Linked DNA regions of Mus musculus: all the other regions are linked to region 5. A link is a contact called in public HiCAR-type, HiChIP or PLAC-seq and promoter capture Hi-C data. All regions are on one chromosome and are shown on one strand. Each heading gives the region's core, a stretch centred on a gene start, on an enhancer-like site or on the middle of the called end of the contact. The rest is flanking DNA. Distances are from core to core; before and after follow the strand shown. Region 1 holds the start of Adgra2 (adhesion G protein-coupled receptor A2). Region 2 holds the start of Plpbp (pyridoxal phosphate binding protein). Region 3 holds the start of Brf2 (BRF2, RNA polymerase III transcription initiation factor 50kDa subunit). Region 4 holds the start of Erlin2 (ER lipid raft associated 2). Region 5 holds the start of Pomk (protein-O-mannose kinase).

What was found. Promoter capture Hi-C pulls out the DNA fragments that hold promoters and counts their contacts. HiCAR-type assays count read pairs that join an accessible place to other places. HiChIP or PLAC-seq counts read pairs in DNA pulled down with a chosen protein or histone mark.
Region 1: an H3K27ac HiChIP or PLAC-seq map of embryonic stem cells shows a contact between it and region 5, with 4 times the contacts expected there. The contact joins the promoter of Adgra2 here to the promoter of Pomk in region 5. A contact is called at or near these places in 1 of 39 promoter capture datasets (embryonic stem cells), 1 of 115 datasets of contacts at active chromatin or transcription factors (embryonic stem cells) and 1 of 9 other capture datasets (adipose tissue).
Region 2: a HiCAR-type map of astrocytes shows a contact between it and region 5, with 5 times the contacts expected there. The contact joins the promoter of Plpbp here to the promoter of Pomk in region 5. A contact is called at or near these places in 16 of 39 promoter capture datasets (the 3T3-L1 cell line, 3T3-L1-derived adipocytes, the C10 cell line and 10 more), 3 of 484 Hi-C or Micro-C datasets (cerebral cortex, cortical neurons and myeloid progenitors), 3 of 115 datasets of contacts at active chromatin or transcription factors (astrocytes, extraembryonic endoderm stem cells and pro-B cells) and 2 of 9 other capture datasets (adipose tissue and liver).
Region 3: a promoter capture Hi-C map of the 3T3-L1 cell line shows a contact between it and region 5, with 2.6 times the contacts expected there. The contact joins the promoter of Brf2 here to the promoter of Pomk in region 5. A contact is called at or near these places in 4 of 39 promoter capture datasets (the 3T3-L1 cell line, hippocampal neurons, liver and 1 more).
Region 4: a contact with region 5 is called in a HiCAR-type map of astrocytes, with 5 times the contacts expected there. The contact joins the promoter of Erlin2 here to the promoter of Pomk in region 5. A contact is called at or near these places in 18 of 39 promoter capture datasets (the 3T3-L1 cell line, 3T3-L1-derived adipocytes, the C10 cell line and 11 more), 1 of 15 datasets of contacts at CTCF or cohesin (large pre-B cells), 1 of 484 Hi-C or Micro-C datasets (myeloid progenitors), 8 of 115 datasets of contacts at active chromatin or transcription factors (astrocytes, bone marrow-derived macrophages, embryonic stem cells and 3 more) and 1 of 9 other capture datasets (embryonic stem cells).

What each region holds. Positions count from the first base shown.
Region 1 is chr8:27,084,470-27,087,195 of GRCm38.p6, forward strand. Adgra2 (adhesion G protein-coupled receptor A2) reads left to right here and starts at 1,372. Exons shown (of 19, transcript NM_054044.2): 1 at 1,372-1,742. The coding sequence starts at 1,477. It overlaps Gm39151 (a long non-coding RNA gene), which reads right to left. Exons shown (of 3, transcript XR_870285.3): 3 at 1,800-2,726.
Region 2 is chr8:27,041,142-27,043,948 of GRCm38.p6, forward strand. It overlaps Plpbp (pyridoxal phosphate binding protein), which reads left to right and starts at 1,414. Exons shown (of 8, transcript NM_054057.4): 1 at 1,414-1,572. The coding sequence starts at 1,474.
Region 3 is chr8:27,127,365-27,130,076 of GRCm38.p6, forward strand. It overlaps Brf2 (BRF2, RNA polymerase III transcription initiation factor 50kDa subunit), which reads right to left and starts at 1,268. Exons shown (of 4, transcript NM_025686.2): 1 at 1,057-1,268; 2 at 96-155. The coding sequence starts at 1,210.
Region 4 is chr8:27,022,453-27,025,152 of GRCm38.p6, forward strand. It overlaps Erlin2 (ER lipid raft associated 2), which reads left to right and starts at 1,367. Exons shown (of 12, transcript NM_153592.3): 1 at 1,367-1,454; 2 at 2,605-2,700. The coding sequence starts at 2,620.
Region 5 is chr8:25,992,856-25,995,555 of GRCm38.p6, forward strand. Pomk (protein-O-mannose kinase) reads right to left here and starts at 1,266. Exons shown (of 5, transcript NM_029037.4): 1 at 1,232-1,266. It overlaps Gm31402 (a long non-coding RNA gene), which reads left to right and starts at 439. Exons shown (of 2, transcript XR_378826.3): 1 at 439-708.

The DNA.
Region 1 (2,726 bases), core at 122-2,621, 1.1 Mb after region 5:
GGGGAAACTGGGAGGCAGCATCCTGGGTCCTCTAACCCCAACCTTCTTTTCAGTTGGCACTGCAGCACCTCTAACACCCACAGGCATTAGCTGTTGGTCATTGTTACTGTTGCTTTTTTGAGGTCATGTCCATAGGCACTTTGACTCCCCAGTGGTCAAAAGCCAGATCCTACCTAGGACTGGCCCTTCTTCCTCCTTCTCTGGCCACGGTTTACAAGCAAGGCTCAATAGACTACACACCCCTAGGTGTTACATGCTGTGTCAAGTCAAACAGCTAATAAAAGACATGGAGGGGGGCTGAAACCTATACTGCGATACCCTGGCTGGTGGTAGAGTCTGCCCACACCCTAATATAGATCCCTGGGCCTTCTCTTATTTTCCCCTTACTCATTTACTGCCCTGCCCCAACACACACACACACACACACACACACACACACACACACACAGTGTTAACAGGAGGATAGCTTTGGCAGTGTCTGCCTTAACCTTTGACCTCTCCTTGGCCTAATGACATGCACCTCCCGCTGGGCAAGGTCAATGCTCACAGGGTAAGATCTATGGCCTCCTTGTCTCAGTCTTGTGCCCTCCTGCTGTGGCTTCAATCCAAGTCTGAGGGGTGGGAACAGGACTGTGAGAGTCAACTTATAGATCGGCTCATCGCGACAGGGGCCAAAGAGAAACCTTAGATCCTGAGCTAAGTTCAACCCCTTAACCCGGAGCACCAGACTTCCCAGGCCAAACCAGAACTTCAACGAAAGTCCTAGAAAGAGGGGTGTAGGCTGGATGAGAGAGCGTTTTTTTTTTGTGGAAAGTGATGGTTGCCTTACAAGTCTGAGCTGGGCGGTAGAGAGAGAAAGTCCTGGCTAGTAGAAAGAGTCGTGACAGGACAACAGTCTTGGTTCAGGGTAGGTGATGGGGTATAGGAGTGGGTGTCTGCTCAAGCTGTCTTCTAGGCTTGCACTTGAAGGAGGGCAGCCGCCTGGCAGGGTATCAGGCGGCGCTAGGGCCTCGCAGAGTGACGAGGCGGTGATGGAGGCGGGCGGGGGCTGGCGGCGGGAGCTGAGCGGCGCCTAGCTGCCCCCATCCATGGCACGGAGCTGCGGCAGCGGCGGCGGCAGCAACAGGAGCCCGGCACGATCCGCTAGGTCTCAGCCGCGCGCAGGGCGAGCCGGCCACGCGCAGGGACCAAGCTTCCGTCGGCTCGGAGCGCTGCGCTGAGACTCCGGCCGCGCCGCCGGGGGCCACCCGCGCTGCGCTGTCAGCGGCGCCCGCGTCCCTCCCGGCCCGGGTGCTCGCAAGCCATGCCCCCGGAGCGCAGCAGCGGGGACCCCGAGGCTTGCCTCCGCCCATGGCCCCCCGCCCCGCCCTCGGGCGCCCGGGACTCCCGCTGAGCACTCCTCCCGCACGCCCGGGTCCCTCCGGCCGGCGAGCCGTCCGGCCCCTGCGCTGTAGGTCCCCGCGGGGCGATGGGTTGATGGGCGCGGGGGGACGCAGGATGCCGGTGCCTCCCGCGCGTTTGCTGCTGCTGCCGCTGCTGCCTTGTCTTCTGCTCCTGGCTCCTGGAACTCGGGGTGCGCCTGGCTGCCCGGTCCCTATCCGCGGTTGCAAGTGCTCTGGGGAGCGGCCCAAGGGACTAAGTGGCGGCGCCCACAACCCGGCTCGAAGGAGGGTGGTGTGCGGCGGTGGGGATCTCCCCGAACCTCCAGATCCCGGCCTTCTGCCAAACGGCACCATCACCTTGTGAGTACCTTAGTTTGTGCCGGGTATGGTCAATTAGTGGGACTTAAGTGGGGGGGGGGGGGGGGGCGACGATCTTGCCACTTGAGAGCCTGGGGAAAGTCTGAGTCCAGGCGACAACCGGGAAACTCGAAGTTCTAGGATCAGAGAAACCCCGGTATGGCCCCAGAGCGAGAGGCATCGCGGAAGCCTGCTCACCTGCACAGGTGAAGTGCGTGTGGACGGTGGAGGGACCACTCCGTGTCCCTTGTCCCAGATTGGCTAGTGTTGCAGCCTTACGAGGCCCTGAGCTGGGTGAGAGTGGGATCGGTGTCAGGGACCCATTAGGTGGCTGTGGTCCTCACCACCTTTGAGGCTTCGGAGCCCGCATGACAGGGAGCCTGCTGGTTTCAGCTAGCTAGCCTGGTTCCTCTAACTGGGATAACCCAGTCTGCGGTGCCCCGCCCCGGGCCTGCTGAGCTCTGCTCCCAGCCCGGCTTCTTGGGCAGGGGAGCCTGAGACCGCTAAGCCTGTCCTTGGAATGCAGGCGCTTCTGATCTGACCCCGTGCCCCATCTCCTCTTGGGCTCTCTCCCATTGCGCATATAGTTTGGCTGTTTATCGATTAACTTAATTACTCAACGATTTGGTAGGAAAACCTGACTGAAGGGAGGCACGTGCCTCCCGGCCTCCTTCCATAGTTCTCCCTTCAAATCGGGGCCTGATTAAACCCTTGCTTTCCTGGCCCGCGAGCACCTATGCTCTTTAACCCGAGTCTTAAGTCCCGGCAACCGCACTCGGAGAGCTTCCCGCACCCCAGCGGTTTCCTGAGCTGACCATATGCTCCAAGTTCCACGCGACGTGGTTTAAGGGTCGTGCCCCGGCGGCGGCTCCTTGCTTTCCTGTTCAGGATCTAGCCTAAAAGCCGCTTCCCCTTCCCTGTCATCCTGACCCTGGAGAGAACCTTTTCTCCAAACCACCCCTCGCCCAGGGCTGGGGCTGGTTTCAT
Region 2 (2,807 bases), core at 164-2,663, 1.0 Mb after region 5:
ACAAACAGCTTCTTTATCCAAGGCTGAGGTCAGCACTAACCTGTGGATATAAATATTCTGAAGACAGTTTGCTGCCATGTCCATTTAGCAAAACAGTAGTAGTAGGTTCTGTGTGTGTTTATGTATATGTGCAGATAGGTAGGTAGGTAGGTAGGTAGGTAGGTAGGTAGATAGATAGATAGATAGATAGATAGATAGATAGATAGATAGATAGAGGCCCCACCCTAAATCTGTAGTATTTATAGGTCTCATTTTTACATCTGTGTACATATGTATGTATACATCCTTGTGCATGCGCACATGCTCAGACACCCTGGCATTCATGTGGAGATCTGCAGGAGTCTGCTTTCTCCTTCCACCATATGACTTTGGACAGCAAGCGCCTCTGACCCCTGACCTGTCTTATCACCTTCAATTTTTTGAAGCAGAGCATCTCTTTGACTTCACGTCCATCCCAGCCTTCACGAACCCTTTAAACTTGACCCACTTATTCCTGACTAGTACTTCCCAACTGCAGCTCCACAGCCAGCTTCTCATTAGGCTCACTCTGTAACAGCCTTCTGGGCCCTTTCAGGTTTTGGGGTTTTTTTCACTGTGGTGACAGCAGTATATGAAGAGGCATTTACCTTCAATATCATTACTCCTAAAGTCTGGGAATGGAGAGAGAGCACTTACTGCTCTTATAGAGGTTCAGAACCCAGCACCCATCTATCCACTCATCAGTTCCAGAGAGTTCTATGCCCTCCTCTGACCTCTGTGGCAGTTCACAGACTTAACGTTCAGGGGAAACACCCACACAACAAAAATATAAATAAAAATATTTAAATTAAAAGGGGGCTGGAGAGATGGATCAGTAGTCAAGTGCACCTGTTGCTCTTGCAAAGGACCAGAATTCTGTCCCCAGCACACATGATGGCTCACAACCATCAGGTCGAGATCCAAAACTCTCCTGGCCATGGCACCACAGATACGACGGTGCATGCACATACATACATGAGGACAAAACAAATCAACGCACATAAAATAAATATTTTAAAAAAGAAATAATAGCTGGGCAGTGGTGGCACACGCCTTTAGACCCAGCACTTGGGATTTCAAGGCCACCCTGATCTAGAGAATGAGTTCCAGGACAGCCAGGACACAGAGAAGCCCTGTCTCGAAAGAAATTTAAAAATGGGAAGGAGAGGGGAGGGAAGGGAAAGGAAAAGAAGAAAGGAAAAAGGAAAGGAACGGAACGGATGAATGAAAGTTACTTTAATGTCTTGGTTTATACCGGCCCGCCCAGCCCTTGAACTCCCTAGGAGGCTTTCAGTCCGGGTAACCTCCGCCTTCCCCAAGATGGCGCCCGCCTGGGTGGCCAACCTCCGCTGGGGAAGTGGCTGGATGGTGAGCGGCGATTGGACCTCTCAGGAAGGGGGCGGGACCGGAAGGTGGGCTCGGTGAGTCGCGGGTCCTCCGGGCATCCTCTTGGGAATGTTGAGAGGTGGCAGCATGACGGCGGAGCTGGGAGTCGGGTTCGCGCTGCGGGCCGTGAACGAGCGAGTCCAGCAGAGTGTGGCGCGGCGGCCGCGGGTGAGGACCGGCGGAAGGGCACTGGGGAGGGCTGGAAGGGGGACACCTACGTGGGACGAGGTGTCACGGTGACGCAGAAGGGGCTCCCGGAGGGGCGGGGGCTGCAGAGGGGATCGCTGGGTTTCCATGGCGGTCGGTCTGGCCTTGAGGATCGGGACTTGCCGGGAGGTTGGCTTGGTTGGAGAAAGGTGTTCATTTAGGGCAAGTGACTCGTATCCAGGCGTCTCGCCATTCGTCATTGCCCTCGGTACCACCACGCCATTCGTCACCACGGTACTAGAGCCCTGGGAGGGCCGTGTCCACCCGCGATCACGTGCGTTGCGGCGGCCGCGAGCCGTGGTCTAGCTGCGCGTGAACTTGACACACACAGAGCGGGCGGGAGCTGTCAGGTGCCCTGTCACAAGCGTTTGTTATTTTCGTATGGTTGTTATGTCCCCCATTGGACTTCTAGACCGGTGCCAGTATCTGCTTTTCTCCATGCAAATTAAGCTACGTTATGTGAAGTGAGACAGAAAAAAAAAAAAAATCAAACACCTTTCCTTTCTGATCTAGTGTTCATGGTCTGAGATTTCAAAATGATGCCTGAAAACCGAAGGCTGAATTAACATAGTCTTCTCTTACCTGATGTCTGGGCATGTCCAGTTAACTACTCTAGCCCTAGCTAGGGTTCCTCACAGGGGAAGGAAATTAAGAGAGCCTTGGGAGTTCCTACCACCTTCCTGGTACCGGAGTTCTCGGGATTTCCCTAATGCAGCCCGCCTCGGGAGTTAGGCCTGCTTGACCGATTTGTCTCTGGAAGCCTCCAGTTAGTTCATCATCACACTAGGAATTAGACACAGTCAGTCCCTCAGAAGGAGGCAGCAGGAGACCGTGTGGTAATTGATGTGACGTCTCCAAGTCCTTGAGAGCACTGTGGTTCTGTGACAGTCTCAGAAACGGTGGGGTAGACGTAAGGAAAGCAGGGAAACCCTTCATTTTATGTAATGGATGTGAGGAGACTTTGCGTGAATCTAATCCTGAACACTGAGTTGTGGGTGTCTCGTTGTCAACTCTGCTGACTGTTGGTTGATTCATAGACTGAACAAGGCAGTGTATGTCTTTATCTCAATTGAGCCTCTTCCAGGGTGAGTGGAAGCGTTATTAATAATTACATCAGGACCAAAATGAGTTTCTAAACTATTTACCTTCGTGTATCAGAAGCCAGAAGTGACCTCCCTGCTAAACAGGATGTTGCC
Region 3 (2,712 bases), core at 18-2,517, 1.1 Mb after region 5:
GTAAGAACACCCATACACATAATATCAAAACATTAAACAGTGACATAAATAAAAGCAAAGCTGAAATTTAAGGGGGAAAAAAGTTTGATTCTCACCTCGTTGCTGGCAGCGACTAACTTGTTCGTTTTCCCCAGTGCTTCGAGAATATGTCACTTCTGTAAAATAGCAAACAACAAATTACCCAGCTGGCCTTCGTTCACCTCCTCCTTGCCCTCTGACTGCATAAGGCCAGGGAGATTTCAAATGACTGTGTATCTACTTCTACCTCAGAGAAGATACCCATCTATGTAAAAGTAATAGGACAGAACTGTATTTTTAAAAGCTGCACTGGCAATTCTGATTTTCCAATAATTTCTCTGATACATTCACTTTTGAGGGCTGCATTAGCCAAGGGCTAGAGCAGTGGTTCTCAACCTTCCTAATGCTGCCACCCTTTAATACAGTTCCTCACGTTGTGGTGACCCCCAACCTTAACATTATTTTCGTTGCTACTTCATAACTGTAATTTTGTAATGGTTACACGAAGATTGCATTAGCTACAGAAAAAAAAGAGAATTATGAATTGCATTATGAATCATAATGTAAACCGCCTATATGCAGGATGGTCTTAGGGGACTCCTGTGAAAGATTCTGTGGACACCACGGCGGTCACCACCCACCGGTTGAGAACCGCTGTACTAGAGCAATGGCGTGGAACGCAGAGGAGAGCAAGTTGCCAATTAGTGCTAAAACCTGCTAGGAGATGATGGTTCGTGTTGTTATTTTCAAATAATTTACCGGCACTCCTTCAACACTGACTAGGTCTGACAAGACGAATGAAACCTTTATCGTTTCGTTCATTCACCAACCAATATACCCACCCAATGCCAGACACCGTTGTAGGTACTGGGAAATCAGATGGATCGCACCCTCCTCCAGCTCATCTGTTTACTTAAGCCCAATTCTCTCACATTTAACTGTGCGCATGGCCAAGAAAGGGAGGAGGCTGGAAAGAGGGAGCTGGGTTTAAGGACTCCACCGCCCAAGGCTGGCGATCCCCGGGTTCAAGACCAGTACCCCTGAAGTTGCCCTCGTCGCTAAAGGTGGTAGTTAGGACCCCTTCGGTGACCACGCAGCCGCAGTCGGAGCACACCAGCTGGCTCTGAGAATAATGCGAATCTTCCACGAGCTCGGAGGAGCCGCAATCCGGGCAGCGGCTTCCGTTCGGCATCTCGTCGGTCGGTCCAGGGCTGCGGTACCGCCGTCAGGCACAAACTCCCAGAGAACTTGTAACTGGGCAGCGGCAATAAAGTGGAGGGGCGCTTATTCCGGATGCACCATCCTCCTCCGGCCAGCTGGCCAATCGGCTGGCAGTTTGCTCCTCCCCTCGGCAGTACGCCACTTCCGATCCCTTCTGTGGACTCGGGTAGAAACCTGAGTTAGAAAGGGAGGTTCCTGGATTTAACTGTTTCTCAGGCTCTCTGGGTTTTTGTGGTTAGGCCACGTGGGGAGTTGACACAAACCACAGATGTGGAATTGTTGTCTGCAAAACACTATTTTTTAAAATATATTATCCAATTTATAATTTATTTTTTAGCCTATCATGCTTATGTAGCCCAGGCTGACCTAAAATACTGATCCTCCTGCCTCTGCCTACTACATGCTGGGATTACAGGCTTGTATTACCATGCCTGATTTAACTCCCTTCAAAAAAGTGGAACCAGTTTTTTCCTTTCTATGTAGTAAGGAACGTTAAGTTTGACCGTAGTAGAAAATAGATCACTCTGCAGTGAGAGAGCAGTAAATTGTGTTGTACTCTACGGACCTCCCCACACTAAGTTGCCGTCTCTCTTTCAAAGTCTCTCTTGTTGTTGTTGTTTTCCAACATATTTCTTTAATCCTAGCATTTAGGAGGTAGAGATTGAGCCAAGCCTGGTGTACATAATGAGTTCAGTCCAGTCAGAGCAACTTAATAAGAACATGTCTCTAAATAAATACAATAAGATGAACTAAAATCTTGAGTGGTAGATTTAAATATCTTCAGAGAATAGCATGAAAAACCATAGTTCTCTCCTCAAAGAGGATGTACAAGAGTTTATGCTAGAGCCAAAAAGGAGGACTTGAGCCCAGGAACAGATAGATACAAGTTTCTCCAAATAACACATAGAACTGTTAAGTGGTTACATGAAGATTGCATTAGATTTAGAACAAAGAGAGCCATATATCATACGATAGGGACCACTGGTAATAACATTACAGAATATGGGGAAACCCTTTCCATGGGTTTCAGATGCTATCTTCTGAATTGATGGAGGCTAGGAGTTGGTAAGAATGCATTTTAAATTGTCGGATTTTATTGTTGGTTTGATTTGGGTGTTTTGTTTTGTTTTGTACTTTAAGACAAGAGTCACTGTATATCTCTGGCTGTCTTGGAACTCATTATATATACCAGGATAGTCTTAAACTCACAGAAATCTGCCTCTCTCTACCTTCTGAGTGCTAGGATTAAAGACATTTGCTACTACATCTGGCCTTCAAACACACACATACACACACACACACACACACACACACCTCCTCTCTCCCCTTCAACTTTTGGCAAACTGGAAGCTACAGGCCGACTCAGACATGTTTAAAACCTTGAACTTTGAGCTATCCACGTGGCACGTGCCTTTAATTCTGACACTCAGAAGGCAGAGGCAGGCAGGTTTCTTTGAGTCCAAGGGCAATTTG
Region 4 (2,700 bases), core at 117-2,616, 1.0 Mb after region 5:
TCTAGTTTGGACCACACTCTGACCAGGGCACAGGACCCAGTCACTCAGGAACCAGAGTCCAGGAGAAGGCAGGTCACATGCTTCAAGCCTCAGGTTTTGTAGCTAAGAATCGGGAAGTGGGAGGGGGATCTTTAGGGGCAGAATGGGGAGTTTGCTGGGTCCCTTAGACAAGCTGTTTTGAAACTACTTGGTCTGTTGTCTTCTTCTGCAGCCACTGGGTGTCTGGGATTGGGGGCAGCTGCTTTTCTTCTGCTGTCACCAAACATCTGGCTTCCCGGAACTTTGAATTCAGTTTCAGTGCCTTGGCTTTTGGGAGAAGACAAAGGGGTTCCTTTACTCTTCTTTTCCTGAGTCCTAAAATCGTCGGACATTGACCACTGGCCATCTACTGTACGGAAAAGCCTTTTCATGTACTAAAAGCAGGAGTTAAAGTGGGCACTTCCTGGCCTGCAAACAAAATGACTGCAGTGGCCGGTTTAGAAATTTCCTGCTAAAGAAGCAGATTGGGGATAGAGGACAGCCATAAAGCCCTTAGTTCCAGCCCCAGGACAAAACGGAGAAAAGGCCCAGTATGAATGTCCAAAGGTAACGCTATGGCAGGGTGAGGTCATGTGAGGGCTTTAGGCTAGGAAAAACGTTTTCTTCCTGGTCTGCTATACCCCCCCGGGGGGGGGGGGGTGCAGATGACAGACAAAAGCTCACCATGGCATGTGTTAAGCAAGACAGGAAGCCCGAACTATTAAGGAAATGCTAAGTTTTCAACAACTGCTGTTGACCTCAGCACTCACAGATTTCAGAATCCGTTCATTAAAAATCGGAACAATAATTCCTTGTTAATTACTTTATGTTGCTGTGGGGACCTCAAGGCCAAACAAAGCTCTCAGAAAAGTATAAAGGGCAACTCAGAGTAGGACTGTTGACTGGCGACGTCATAATCTGCACCTTTGAAAGTTTCCTTCGGCTAATGCAGCAGGAAAAGAAGCGAGCAGAAGGACAAGAACGCTGCATCGCATTGATCCCGGCTCCGGAAGAAGAAAAGAAATCCAGCTCGGACTTGAAGCGAAGGAGAATCTCTAGCAACCTCCGAAGCCAGCGCCTCGGAAGGTGATACCAGAGCCTTGGTGTCCGGAGCCCGCTCTGCCAGCCCTGGGCATCCTAAAACCCGCAAGCCTAGGTGCGCAGCCAGTGTGCCAGCTCGCGAGCGTCCCCTGGCGCCACCGCCGAACACTGCGGCTCGCAGCGCGAGGGGGCGGAGCGGCCGGACGAGCACAGGGGTGTGGTGTGGGCGGGGTCTTCTTTTTATTTATTTATTTTTTTTATTTTTTGCGCGCGCGCGGACTGATGGCGTCATCGAAGCGACTGGCCCGGAAGGAAGTAGGGTGCTGAGGGGTGTGGCGGTTTCTACGGTTGCACGGGGGTTCGGCTGTGTACGGAGCGCCTGGAGGGACAGCCTGGTACGCGGCCGCCGCCCCTCCGTGCACGCTCGGCATCGCTGAGGCTCGGGGGGTGGGCGCGGCTGGAGCTGACGTCCTGAGCCCCCTCAGCTCGCCCACCCGGGAGTCCAGTCCCCTGCCCACGGGTCCGAGCGGAAGCTCTCGGCCGTGTCTGCCTCGCGGAGGAGGGCGGGGAAAGGGCAAGAGGTGGCTTTGGGGTGGTAGTGAGGACATTTGCAGAGAGGACACTCCTGCTGCTCGGTAGCTGAAGGCCGCTACGGTAAAAAATAAGTAAATTAGTCAGACCTGAGAGGTGGACTCCGTGCCCTGTGCCCGGTGTGCACGTCCGTCACTGTAGTGTTTTCCAGATCCTTCAGGGTTCAGGAAATGAGTGTCTACATGTAACTCTGTGGCATCTGGGACCCTGGACATTTGGGGACATCCCACCCCACCCCACCCCACCCTCACTTCGGAGTAGTCCAGAGTCTCCAGCCTGAGACATTTCCAGTTTCCTATAACCATGGGGCTTGCGGGGGCAAAGGATATGGGAGAATGTGTTACAGTTTTACATAGAGATCTGTCCCGTTTAAGTCCAAAGGAACAACAGAGAAGGTGGAGGACAGATCAGAGAGAGAATCCTACGTCGGAACTCAGTTGCTTGCTCTTCTCTCTCTCCCTCCCTCCCTCTCTCTCTTCCCCCCCTCAGGGTCCTAAGGGAATGACTGGTGGTTTCCTTCGAAATGGCAGGCAATTAGAAGTAGGAGGCTCTGACCAGAAATACATAGCCACAGCTGCCTGTCATTTGACATCCTCTGTAATTTGGGCCAGCACCCTGCAGCTGCCTCTCTTCCTTACAAGTATAAATGGCTCTGTTGACAACATGTTAACGTGAAGGGGAGAGAAGGCTGTGTTTTGAACCTTGCCCAAATGGCACCAAATCTCTCTTAGGTATAGCTGTTTCTGGAGCTAATGCCCCCTTGCTTCAATGGGAATTATACTTCCACAGTTAAGGAACGGAATGTTGACTGAGAACAAGGACACAGTGAGTTGTAGATCTGGCAAGTAGTGTGTGTGTGTTACAGCAGGCTGCCCCAGAATCACTTTACGTGAGCTTCAGCTTGGTGGCTCTCCTGTACGTCAGGCTACACATTGTCCCATATCTTCTCTCTAGGATACAGGTTCACTGATGGCTCAGTTGGGAGCTGTTGTGGCCGTGGCTTCCAGTTTCTTTTGTGCATCTCTCTTCTCAGCTGTGCACAAGATAGAA
Region 5 (2,700 bases), core at 16-2,515:
GCTACAAGGAAGCTTCTGTCAGTAACACGTGACCTAGAAGGAGACACTGGGCCCTCAGCCTGTGTCTCTGTGCTTCCAGGATGCCAGGAAGTAAGATGACCTCTCCCATCATGGTCTTCCCCTCTTCAATTTTCTCTTCCACCGCTCTCTCCCGCCACGACGAGCATAATGACCACAGGCCATAAGCAAAGAATCCCACGGCTGAGCCCAAGAAAATCCTTCCCCTTTAAAAGCTGACCATAGCAAGAAAGGCCAGCAACACTGACAAAATGCTGCAGGAACCCAGAATTCATATTTTTCAATCTACTTATTTTATACACAGGAGTGTTCGCTTGCATGCACACTGTACAATATGTGCTATGTGTGCCTGGTGCCGAGGGAGGTCAGAATACAGTGCTGGATTCCCTGAAACGGAAATTATGGACAGTGGGGAGCTATTAGGGAATTGAACCCAGGTCCTCTGCAACGAGTGCTGTTAGCCACTAGCCATCTCTCCAGCCTTAGAATCCATACTATCAGATCTATGCGGAACCCTCTTTGCTTGGCAATCGATTAACACACCTGTTTCTTGTGGACCGCCCAGGCAGCCCAGAGCTTAAAGAAGTGAGTATGTGTGGTCGGCAGAGCGGGAACTTCCGGCACTGTTTAAACACCAAGGCTATTTGATAACGGTGAAAAAGGACCAGCTGCTGTATGTCGACTGCTTAGGTTAGTCAAGGGAAATAAGTCAACTAAATGAATTGCCAATATGCAGAATATTTTACACAATTCGAGAAGGAGCTGGTGTCACCCAATTCAGACTAAATTTCATTTCCCGATAACTATTTAAACAGTCTGGATGTTATTTAGTTTGGACAGGCGAAGGTGGGGGCGGGGGGCATCAAATTTACTAAAGGTCTAAAACTGGTTTTTAACAAAGAGGGGGAGAGAAAGCGAGAGCATGGCGGACAGCCTCCGCTCACATGGTTCAATAGCAGCTCCCGGTGCATGGTACTGGGATACCATGGATACCGGGAGAGGGGTTGCGTGGTGAGCATCCAAAGGGAATGCATGGTGCACCCGGAGGAGGGGTGCGCGGTAAGCACGGGAGGAGCCAGCACCAGTACCCGGTTTAGTTTTCATGATCCCCATGAGAGGATCCACTTTGGGATTGGGTCCGGGGGCTCAGGAGGGTCAGGCTTGGAAAGGCCCCACAGAACCCTGTCCCGCTTCACTACGCCCCGGAGCCTACCTGGCGACCACCAAATCCGGCTCGCATTCCAGGACGCCTGCGCGGCCGGAAGCGGTCGGAGACGAGCGTGAGGCTGCCTCCTGGTGGCCGCCTCTTGCCTTACAGTGGACGCCCGCGCCAGCGTAGGCGCGGTCATCCATACCCTGGTCCTCATTTCCTCTAGCCAAACTGGTGAAGGCCAGGCTGCAACAGCAAGGTTGAGCCTGGGACTGGGGACCTCAGAGGGGCTGCTTCCTGATCTACAGCTCTACACTCTCTGCAAAGCGGTGGCTGCCAAAGAGTGATCCTCAGAAAAGCAACACGAGCAAATCGCAGAGTGAGGCTCAGTGCACTGATAATGCCTCTGGCTTTGAAAACTATGTGACTTTGGAGCTTTGGCCTGAGACGCCAAGCTGCGCGTCACAGATTTCAGGGCCAAACCTCAAGTCATGCGAAGGCTGGAAGGTCTCAGCGTGCTACACTAGTATTAGTACTGGAAGTGAAATGGGAGGGGTAAGGTTGGGAAATGGAAAATCAGACATATCATCTACTTCTAAACTGATTTATTTTCCAGATTTGAAATCAAAACATACAGTGTGTGGGTAAAAACAAAAACCATCTATGTTTATTATCCAAACTCTAAGCATGCTAAAGAACCCAGAATCTTGATCTAGGAAGCACTAGAGGAACCGACAAAACTCCCTTCAAAGAATCCCTGTAAGCAACTTTTGCTTCTCAGACTGACAAATGCGTTTGTGTGTGGTGTGCCAGAGAACTCAAAGGCCAGGAGTGATAGATAGACTTGCTGGTAATTGTGGTCCCCCAGATACCAATGCTATATGAACTAAACTCAGGTTCTGTGGGGCCATCTCTCCAGCACCAGGGCTATTTATAGTAGAAAATATACCTGGATGTATAACAGCAAGTATTTCAGAAATAAATTATAGGCATTATATAAAAAACACCATTAAGAACACTGTTTAATGAATAGTTTCAGTTTGTGAAGCTTTAAAACTTCTGGTGATGATGGAGGTAATGGTTGTAAAATAATGTGAATATATTGGATGCCACTGAAATAAACACTTAAAAATGACTCAGATACGGGCTGGAGAGACCCCCTCAGTAGGTAAGAGCATTGGTTGCTCTTCCAGAGAACCTGGGTTCCTGGCATCCACTTGGCAGCTCACAACCACCTGTAACTGAGTTCTAGAGGATTAGACCTCCTCCGCTTCTGCCCTCTGAGGGCACTGCACACACGTGGTGCTCAGACATATAAGCACGCAGAACACCCAGCCACATAAAATAAATTCCAAAGCAACCTGTTACAAAAGGACTAAAATCAGGAGGTGTGTTATATAGAGTTTGCTATAATAAGTGATGATGCTGCAGGGGGCCACAGAGATGGCCAGCAGGTCAGCGTGCTTGCCACCAAGCCTGACCATCTAAGTTCAGTTTCCTAGGACCCCTCCTAGGGGAGGGGAGAAGGATTC